2 separate regions of the Mus musculus genome follow, and region 2 is linked to region 1. A link is a contact called in public Hi-C data. All regions are on one chromosome and are shown on one strand. Each heading gives the region's core, a stretch centred on a gene start, on an enhancer-like site or on the middle of the called end of the contact. The rest is flanking DNA. Distances are from core to core; before and after follow the strand shown. Region 1 holds the start of Ndufaf5 (NADH:ubiquinone oxidoreductase complex assembly factor 5). Region 2 holds the start of Polr3f (polymerase (RNA) III (DNA directed) polypeptide F).

Region 1 (4,344 bases), core at 1,341-3,840:
TTGGTTTCTTTTTTTTTCTCTTCAATCGGCTTTTCAATTGACTTTGCTTCTTTTTTGGTCTGTTTTTTTTTCTGCTTCGCTTTCTTCTGACTGAGTATTTTGCTTTCTTCATCAGAGAGATCAGAATCAGAGTCTGAAAGGTCATAGAAGCGCTTCAAGTCTTCTGTAGTGCTGTGACTGATAGGACGACCTCTTTTATCAACAGCATAGTTCAATTTAAACTTTTTATCATGGAACATGGCTCGAAACCTCTTGTCAATTTTGACTTTTCGTTCCTTTTCTGGCATTTCCCAAAATCTGGGATCCTTTGAAACCCGCCTGAACCGCTGGTCATCCATTATTTCTTGTTTGGATGACATTTTTAAAGTCTTAATGAAGAAATATCCAGAGAAACCAAATACTAAAAATAAATAAATAGATAAATATTACAATGATGAATGGTTAATAATTAAAATATTTTTTAAAACCACATTTGTTCATTGTGTATGTATGCATTCTCATTCTCACTCTCTCTCTAAATACACAACATTAAGACAACTTAAATTTAATTTCACCTACCCAAACTATTCTGGGTCAAACATAAAAAATAAAGGCATAGCAAAATATAATCCTTCCCTTACAGATCACTTGAAATAAACTTGTAAACCAAGGTTTTATAAACCTAGGGTTTTGAGGAGGGCAATGTTTAGTAGCTGACTGCCCTCAGAATTTTTATAGTTCTAGCTTGTACTTGCCATCAATTAAAAGATTATTCTTGGTGCATAGAGCCACACACGTAAAACCAAGATTCTGAAGGCAGAATCATGCTTATTATGAGGCCAGATCTTAGATAGTTTCATAGGGAATTGGTGGTCAGTCTGGGTTACCTAGTGAGATTGTTTCAAGAAACCAAAGACAGATGCTGGGGAGAAGGCTGAATCAGCGAAGCGCTTGTAATACAAATACAACATGGATTTGATACTCCAGAACACACACACATAAAACAAACAAACAAACAAACAAACAAACCCTGAATGCCTGTAATCCCAGAGACAAGAGGACTCACTCCCTAATCATCCAACTTAGCTTACTTGAGGAGCTTCAGGTTCCAATGAGAGGTTCTGCTTAAAAAAAAAAAAAAAAGTGGAGAGCAATTGAGGAAGACACTAGCCATCACCTCTGGCTCCATATACAAGCACCCTTCCAAACATATGAGCACACACGTGCATGGGTATGTGGGCTGATGTAATCATCTACAGATGCAACAGACACAGGAAGACAAAAACAAAAGATTCTGAAATCTCAGCTGGTCTAATTGGGTTTTCATAGTCTTGTTTCATTCTCTTTGTTAATGTTTACTTCATAATTGCATAAGCTTTTGGTTTTACAAAGCTGTCTCTTAACTAATGAGGGGCATTTAAAAAAAAATCAAATCAGATTTACCTTAGTGTTATTTCTATAAATCCTAGTTTCTATCAAGACCCAAATTAGTCTCAAACTACAGTTAACAATTGTCACGTTCTTCTTAATAAATTTTTCCATGTGTATGGGTGTTAAGTATTCATGTGTGTCTGCATATCACTTCTGTGCCTCCTGCCCATGGACGCCTGAAGAGGTCTTCTGAGCCCCTGGAACTGGTTTTACTGACTGGACAATAGTCAGCCATCAAGTGGATGCTGGAAATTTAACCTAGGTCCACTGAAGACCAGCAGCCAGTGCACTTAACCACTGAGCAATCTATCCAGTCCCAAATGTCGCTTTTTTATAACATTTTATTCTCAAAGTGACTAAGGCCTAGATAGGCTATAAACACACAAAAACGCTCACAGAAGTTTGTATGCCTAATGTTCCTTTGTAAAGCGTCCCTGGTGGTTGGATTTCTCCAGATTTCAACTTTGCAAAAAAGTCAGAAGTTTCTGTATGAATAAAAGCTGACTGACCAAACAAGACAGTATTTACGCCCCTCACTCCTGCGACAGACTGTACGCCATCACAACAGGCTAGCCTAGCCTTGAACTGCAATCACTTCTGTCTCTCGGCCTCAATACTGGAATTACAGTGTTGCTTTACTTCAGAACCCTTTACATTCTAATAGAGAGAGAGAGAGAGAGAGAGATACTACAACACCTGGAACAGCTGTACGACACAGCTACCACCTCAACCAACTGCAGTGCGTGTGAATGTTGGAAATGGAAGCCCACGGCGAACATGGGATGTTCAGAGGAGCGAAAGCAACTGGACAGCACTTGAAACGCTTCCCGGTCTCCCTCAAGTCCACCCACCCTCTGGCCTGGGAGCTCCAGGTCAGCTCGTCCCGAACCATCTTCCCACCTCACAAACTTTCGGGGCAAGTTACTCGGCTGCGTTCTCTGTCTCTCTCGAGAAGCAGCTCTGAAGAGAACAATGAGGCCAGAAAGGGACCGGACTATAGGGGCTACTCACAAATCCCAAGGAGAGCCCGACGGGCGACCGCACAGTTTCCCACCACTCTTCTCAGATCCCAGTCTGAGTTCACATGGAGCGCACTCCCACAATCCTCCGCGAGACGCTCCGTCTTAACGGCACGCGAGCTGGGCCAAACTACTTCAACCTTCCGCCTTGGAACTGCGCTAGTCGTAGTCCCGTTGGCGCATGCGCCTAATAGAAACCATGCCCTGCTGTGGCGCCCGGGCTGAAGATGCTGCGAAAGGTCGTTCTTTTGCGCCTCTGCCCACTGCTTGGCCGGCCAGCGGTCTCTGCATCGAGCGGCAGTCGCAGGGAGGTCGCTTCTGGTGTCCCTCCTTCGGGCAGCACCTCGCCCAGAGCCCTAAACATCTTCGACAGGGAATTGAAGAGGAAGCAGAAGAATTGGGCCGCCCGGCAGCCCGACCCCATGAAATTTGACTACCTGAAGGAGGAGGTGAGACTGTGGGGCTGCGACGGAGGGAGGCGTGGAGCCGGGTAGGGCGGACCCACCCACCCGACTGTGTGACCTTGAGAAGCTTCACTCTCTAGAGCCTTTCTGATTTTCCGGGAAGCACGAGAGGCTCCGATAGCATGCGGGGCAATCATTCATTCGCTTTGCAAACACTGCTTGAGTTCCAGGGAAAAGCAAGATCATTTAGGAGTGAGTAGGAGACACATAGACAGGGAATGTAATTGCAGCAAAAGGAAGGTGAAGAAAAAGTGAGATAGCGGTATTGGTGACTGCGGTGGTCAAGAATGGCTGTTATGGCGAAAAGTGAGAGATTAGTTGAGCCGAGATGAGAGATGGGACGAGTCTCCTAGGAAAAGGAAAAGTGCAAAACTCCTAAGGCCAAAAGGACGTGTAGAGGCCTTCAATAAGTCCTTCCATTCTGTTCAAGAAAAGCTTGTAAGAGACTGAGTACAAGGTGTGGATAGTTGACTGCATCCCGGATGACGCCAGTCCGGGGAAGGGTGGTACTTACCATACGATTTCTTTTATGTTGTGTTTAGGAGATGGTCGTCTATACTTTTCCAGACTTGGTGTTTACTAATTTGCAAGCATTGGCTGTCTTAATTTATTATGTAATATATACCAGCCTGACCTCGAATTCATAGAAATCCACCTGCCTCAGCCTCCCGATGTTGATGTTGGGTTTGAGTTTCCGAGACAAGGGTCTTTTTAATATATCCTGGTTTGGAACTCATAGTCACCGTGTATTCCAGACTGGCCTCAGACTTGTGGTAATCCTGCTTACTCCTGAATCGAAGGACTATAGACATAAACTGCCACACCAAGGAGATCGTTAATTTTGATTTCATTAAATTTGCTTCTAAAGTAATTTGCTTCCGTTTGTTTTCAGGGTATTTTATTATTTCCATAATAAAAAAATAAAGTATTTGTAAAGGAAGTTGCTGTGGGACAATAGCAAATGGGATAGAAGGAAACACTTCTGTTTTGAAACATATGTTGAATCTTAGGAAAAAAAGTTACTTTTCTGTTAAGCCTGCTTGGTGTATTTAACCCATTGACTCTTGAAATTTTCCAGGTTGGAAGTCGGATTGCAGACCGTGTTTATGACATAGCCAGGTAGGAGATGCTATTTCAGTGAGATGCAGTCTCTCCTTCTCCCTGCTCCTTTCTCCCATGCTCCCCTCTCCCAGTCTGTCTCTCTGTCTTTTTCCCAAAACAGACAACTTGCTCTAACTCCTAAGCTATACCTTGAACTAGGCTTGGACAGCCCACCTTTCTTAGGTTCTTAAGTATCTGAGACTATAGACCTGCTTCTCCAGTCCTGGTTAAGAACAAAATCTGATGTTGAATGAAGACTGGAAATTAAGTGATGTGAGTTTGCTACGTGGAGTAGTTGAGTATGAGAAATGTATTGGCAGGATTAGAGATTTAACTCACTGTAAACATCT
Region 2 (4,204 bases), core at 858-3,357, 4.4 Mb after region 1:
AGGCACTCGCAGTGGTATGATCTGAGGGGCACACACTGAGCCAGCAGTCATGTTTTCTCCTTATAGAAAAAAAATAGATTAAAAATTTCCATCATGAACCTATGCCTAAACACGAAAACAACAGAGTGCTACTTATTTTAAATGCATTGAAGCCAGAAGAGCATTAAATTAATATGCCACCTACAGATAACGCCCAGTTTAATTAATGAAATTATTACACGTTGGCTGTATGCTTGCTCTTGACGTCTGCTGTTGGATATTCACCTAAACACTTTACATCTAATAAAGACAAACAGATGAATTCGCTAGGAGGCTGGAGCTGCTTTAAAAGGGCAGGTCCACGGATGAGGCAGAGCAGAATCCACCTCTAACGCTCTGAGCTCAGTTCCCTCGAGATCATTCACTCTTCACTGCCTTCAGCCAGTGCGCGCGCACATGCACACACACACACACACTCACTCTCCTGACTTCAAGGCAACTCATTACATAAGGGGAGCAGGTAACTCTGCACGTAGCATGAATTACTTAGAGCCAAATCTTAAAAGAGGTTCTAACCCCCCACAGTCTCACCTTTGCAAACCACTGCAGTGTATTGTATTTTGGAAAATATACTGCAAAGACTGCAGAGCATCAGCTCTCAATAGAAAGGAAGTTGACATGGATATAAACCCACAACCATCATTTCCTATTAGCTCTGCTATTTTGTAAATAACTAGCAGGGCAGAAACCTTATGGGTCTTTTCTTTGAGGTGGGGAGGAGTCCTCTTAATCCAGTATTTGCAACTTGCACTGTAGCTTCAACGATTGTGGCTACATTATTATTCAATTATAATGTACATATTCATCTCACTTTTATAATCAACATTTTGCATCCTCATTTCGCCCCCCGCTCCCCCGAGACAGGGTTTCTCCGTGTAACAGCCCTAGCTGTTATGGAGCTCTACCTGTAGACCAAGCTGGCCTCCAACTCACAGAGATCCACCTGCTTCTGACTCCCAAGTGCTGGGATTAAAGGAATGAGACACCATGCCTGGCTTACAATTTTTCATGTAACAATTTGTTGTTCAGTGGTGAGGTCATTTTTTTTTAAATGGTAGTTGGAATTCTGATCATGTTGCTGTGAACATGTTTGCGTTTTGACATATCTTGTTCTGGAAAGCGAGATAATTAGAATTAAAAGACGAATTTAATGCCTTTTTGGATTCTTCCAGATTGAGGACCAAGAATAAAAACTACAGGTATCTGACCCTTCAGAAATGACGCTGGATGTAGAGGGATTCGCCTACCTTCACATTTCCCTTCGAGTGAGAGTCAGCTAAAATAAAGATAGCTGAAAACTAGATTCTAAATAAACACCGTTGGTTCGAGACTGAAGTGCTCACGGTTAGCTATTAGCTGCTCTTGGAAACCTGGGGTGGTCACTGGACCTCACAGGAAGGAGACAGAGATGGCTGATTCGCTAGGTCCACACCGCAGCCTGGTGTCAGTGTCATGCCACCAGCATCTCCCAACATCCTGCACCTGAACCATCTCCTCGCTGCCCAAACCAGGACCCAGACCCTGCGTCATGCCCTCGGCCTCGCGAGGCAGTCAGAGATGCCTAATTCCCTCCCAACCCAGTGAGAGATGCCCTTCTCCTCACCCTTCTCCAGCCTCAAGGACAGAGATTAAGGACCCCCGACGCAGCACCGCCGCCGCCAACCCGTTGTCAGGTTTCTCACGGTCTCACCACAGCTCCTCCGCTGCAGCTTGCGTTTCCACAGACGCTGCGAACCGCGCCCCGCCCATCGGGAGCCGAGCAGATGATTGGCAGGGAAATCGACATCCTAGCAACCAGCCCCGCCCTTGTCTCTGGCTGCAGCCTCCGTCTGGTACCCGCCTCCAGATCCTTCTGCGACACTTTCTTGTAGGTGTCCAAGAATATGCCTTCTCGGCGGCTGGAAGAGGCTGAAGGGTGCGTACTGGAGCCAGAGGCTCTTGTCCGACAAGCACTGAAATTTGAGACAACGGAAGGGAGTCGCTGTGGCGACCCTGCCGAGCAAGGCGGAGCAGGCACAGCACGGGCGCCCCAAGCCGATCCGATGAAGAAGGCCCAGCGCGACCGGATGAAGAAGGTCCCTCGCCTCTCTCTCAAGCCTCGGTCCCCGGCGCGCGCCTCCACCGGTTCCCGAGACTTCCAGCGCGCTCCGAGGGGCCACTTTTCCTCTAGTCTCGAAAACTGCCCTCATGGCGGAGGTGAAGGTCAAGGTGCAGCCGCCGGACGCGGATCCGGTGGAGATAGAAAACAGGTACTGCAATAAAGCTAGGCTCCCGACGCTAAGCGAGCAGTCAGCTGGGTAGCGGGACCCCCTTCTCTCTCAGTCCCGCGGGGAGAGGCTGGGGTAGACTGGTCGAGCACGCGGGAGCGGGGTTGCCGGGTGTCTGGGCGACCCCCCCGCCCCGATTAGGGAGAGTAGAACTCTTCAGAAGCTCTAGAGCAGCGGGACAGCTTGAAACGTTGTGGAACTGGGTTCTCCGGGATTCTATTAGAGCACTTGGAACGTGACAGCAGCCAGGGCCAGAAGAGAGACCTGCATTTTCCCTGTAGTTCTTGGACATGTGTTCGAATCCAGGATTGCCCGGTTGCCAAGGGAAGTTCTATAAGAGAACGTTGGGGCCAAATGAGGGTTCAGTTTGTGATTACAAAGGACCATTGAGCCAAGTAGGTTCAGTGAGTGCCTTAACTCCCGTAGTGCACATGTGTTTCTAGGTTATAATGTATTTAAAAGACGACTTTCTCAACATTATTATTGTGGATAATAAGTTTATTACACCTCCAAACAAATTAATCCCTCCAGTTTGTTTGGAGGGGATAATTCTCAAGACTCCAGTTATGGTGAATCACTATGCTGCCCCCCACCCCCACCCCCGAATATTCTATTTGCTTTCTGCCCACAGACCTTGGAGTCACTTTGCTGTACTTATTCCCATTGACAACATTGAGCTTTTTAGCTTGACTATCGTGTATCTTCCTTATTTGCCTTTAAAAGCAAGCAAACATAAACCATTTATACCGTTGTTCCTAGAATTATAGAATTATGCCACCAGTTCCCTCATGGAATCACAGATCAAGTAATTCAGAACGAAATGCCTCACATTGAAGCCCAGCAGCGGGCAGTGGCCATCAATAGACTGTTATCCATGGTAAGGTGAAGTCAACCAATTCATGTAATTTGTTGTATATTCTGGTTTTCATTGCTTCCTGTCATATCGTTGTGATGGCTAACCTTATGTGTCAGCTTGGCTGGGCTCTGAGATCCTAGATATCTGCCTGTTTGCTGTTTCTGGGATGTTCTAGAATGTGGTATTTGAACTGATGTGCTGACTGTAGGCAGTGAATGGGCACCATCCAATTTAGTATCAGCCTAAGCCAAAGACATGGAGGACACAGGAACTTGCCCCAGCCCACTCTGAGCCCCAGGGCCAGCCTTCTGCCTTCACCACTCTGTCCTTAGACTTTCGGATCCCATCTATACCATTGACTTCCCATCACCGAGGTTAATGCATCCGGTCTGTGCCATTGATCTGTGCCGCTGGCCTTCTCTAGTCTCCAGCTTGCAGGAGACGTACAAGAATTCTCCCCCCACCTTAATTACACGGAGCAATAATCGCATAATAAGCCTCCTTTCTAGTAAGCCAATATACTAATTGTAAGGCCAAAATTTGTGGCTTGATTCCAAACCAAGGAAAGGATCAGAATGTCTGAATAGGAAGAAAAAAATACTCATCTGCCTGCCATTTGACAAGATGAGGGAACTGCATGCAATTCTGTTATAACTAATTGTTATTAGCTTCAGTGACACAAAAAGACACGTGGGTGTGGTCTGTTCTCAACTTGTTATACTTCCTCCTGCTAGCTTCTAGCCATTCCCTATAAAATATTTCCACTGTGAGTTTTTTGTGAGTTATCAATAGCCTATTGATTGGGGATCACAGGGTCACTCTGAGCTTGTCAAGAGCAGGAAGAAGTCCCACTGAGGGTCTTTAGGATAAAGCACAGCCTCAGCTTCAGAGACAGTGCAGTAGAGTTTCATTGAAGCCCAAGAGCCTAGAGCCCAAATGCCTCTCTTGCAGCATTTGAAAAATGTCCTACCACATACTTTAAATCCCCTATGTCGCTCTTCTTTCACAAACCATTATATGCCTTTTTCCCAAGGACTCTTTA

Evidence for each region. A called contact is a pair of places that touch in the nucleus more often than the background predicts.
Region 2: a Hi-C map of CD4 T cells shows a contact between it and region 1, with 6 times the contacts expected there. The contact joins the promoter of Polr3f here to the promoter of Ndufaf5 in region 1.

What each region holds. Positions count from the first base shown.
Region 1 is chr2:140,168,056-140,172,399 of GRCm38.p6, forward strand. Ndufaf5 (NADH:ubiquinone oxidoreductase complex assembly factor 5) reads left to right here and starts at 2,591. Exons shown (of 11, transcript NM_027093.4): 1 at 2,591-2,878; 2 at 3,972-4,012. The coding sequence starts at 2,657. Esf1 (ESF1 nucleolar pre-rRNA processing protein homolog) reads right to left here and starts at 2,503. Exons shown (of 14, transcript NM_001081090.1): 1 at 2,422-2,503; 2 at 1-400. The coding sequence starts at 359.
Region 2 is chr2:144,525,638-144,529,841 of GRCm38.p6, forward strand. Polr3f (polymerase (RNA) III (DNA directed) polypeptide F) reads left to right here and starts at 2,108. Exons shown (of 9, transcript NM_029763.3): 1 at 2,108-2,288; 2 at 3,066-3,183. The coding sequence starts at 2,227. It overlaps Dzank1 (double zinc ribbon and ankyrin repeat domains 1), which reads right to left and starts at 1,777. Exons shown (of 21, transcript NM_172859.3): 1 at 1,643-1,777; 2 at 1-59. The coding sequence starts at 51.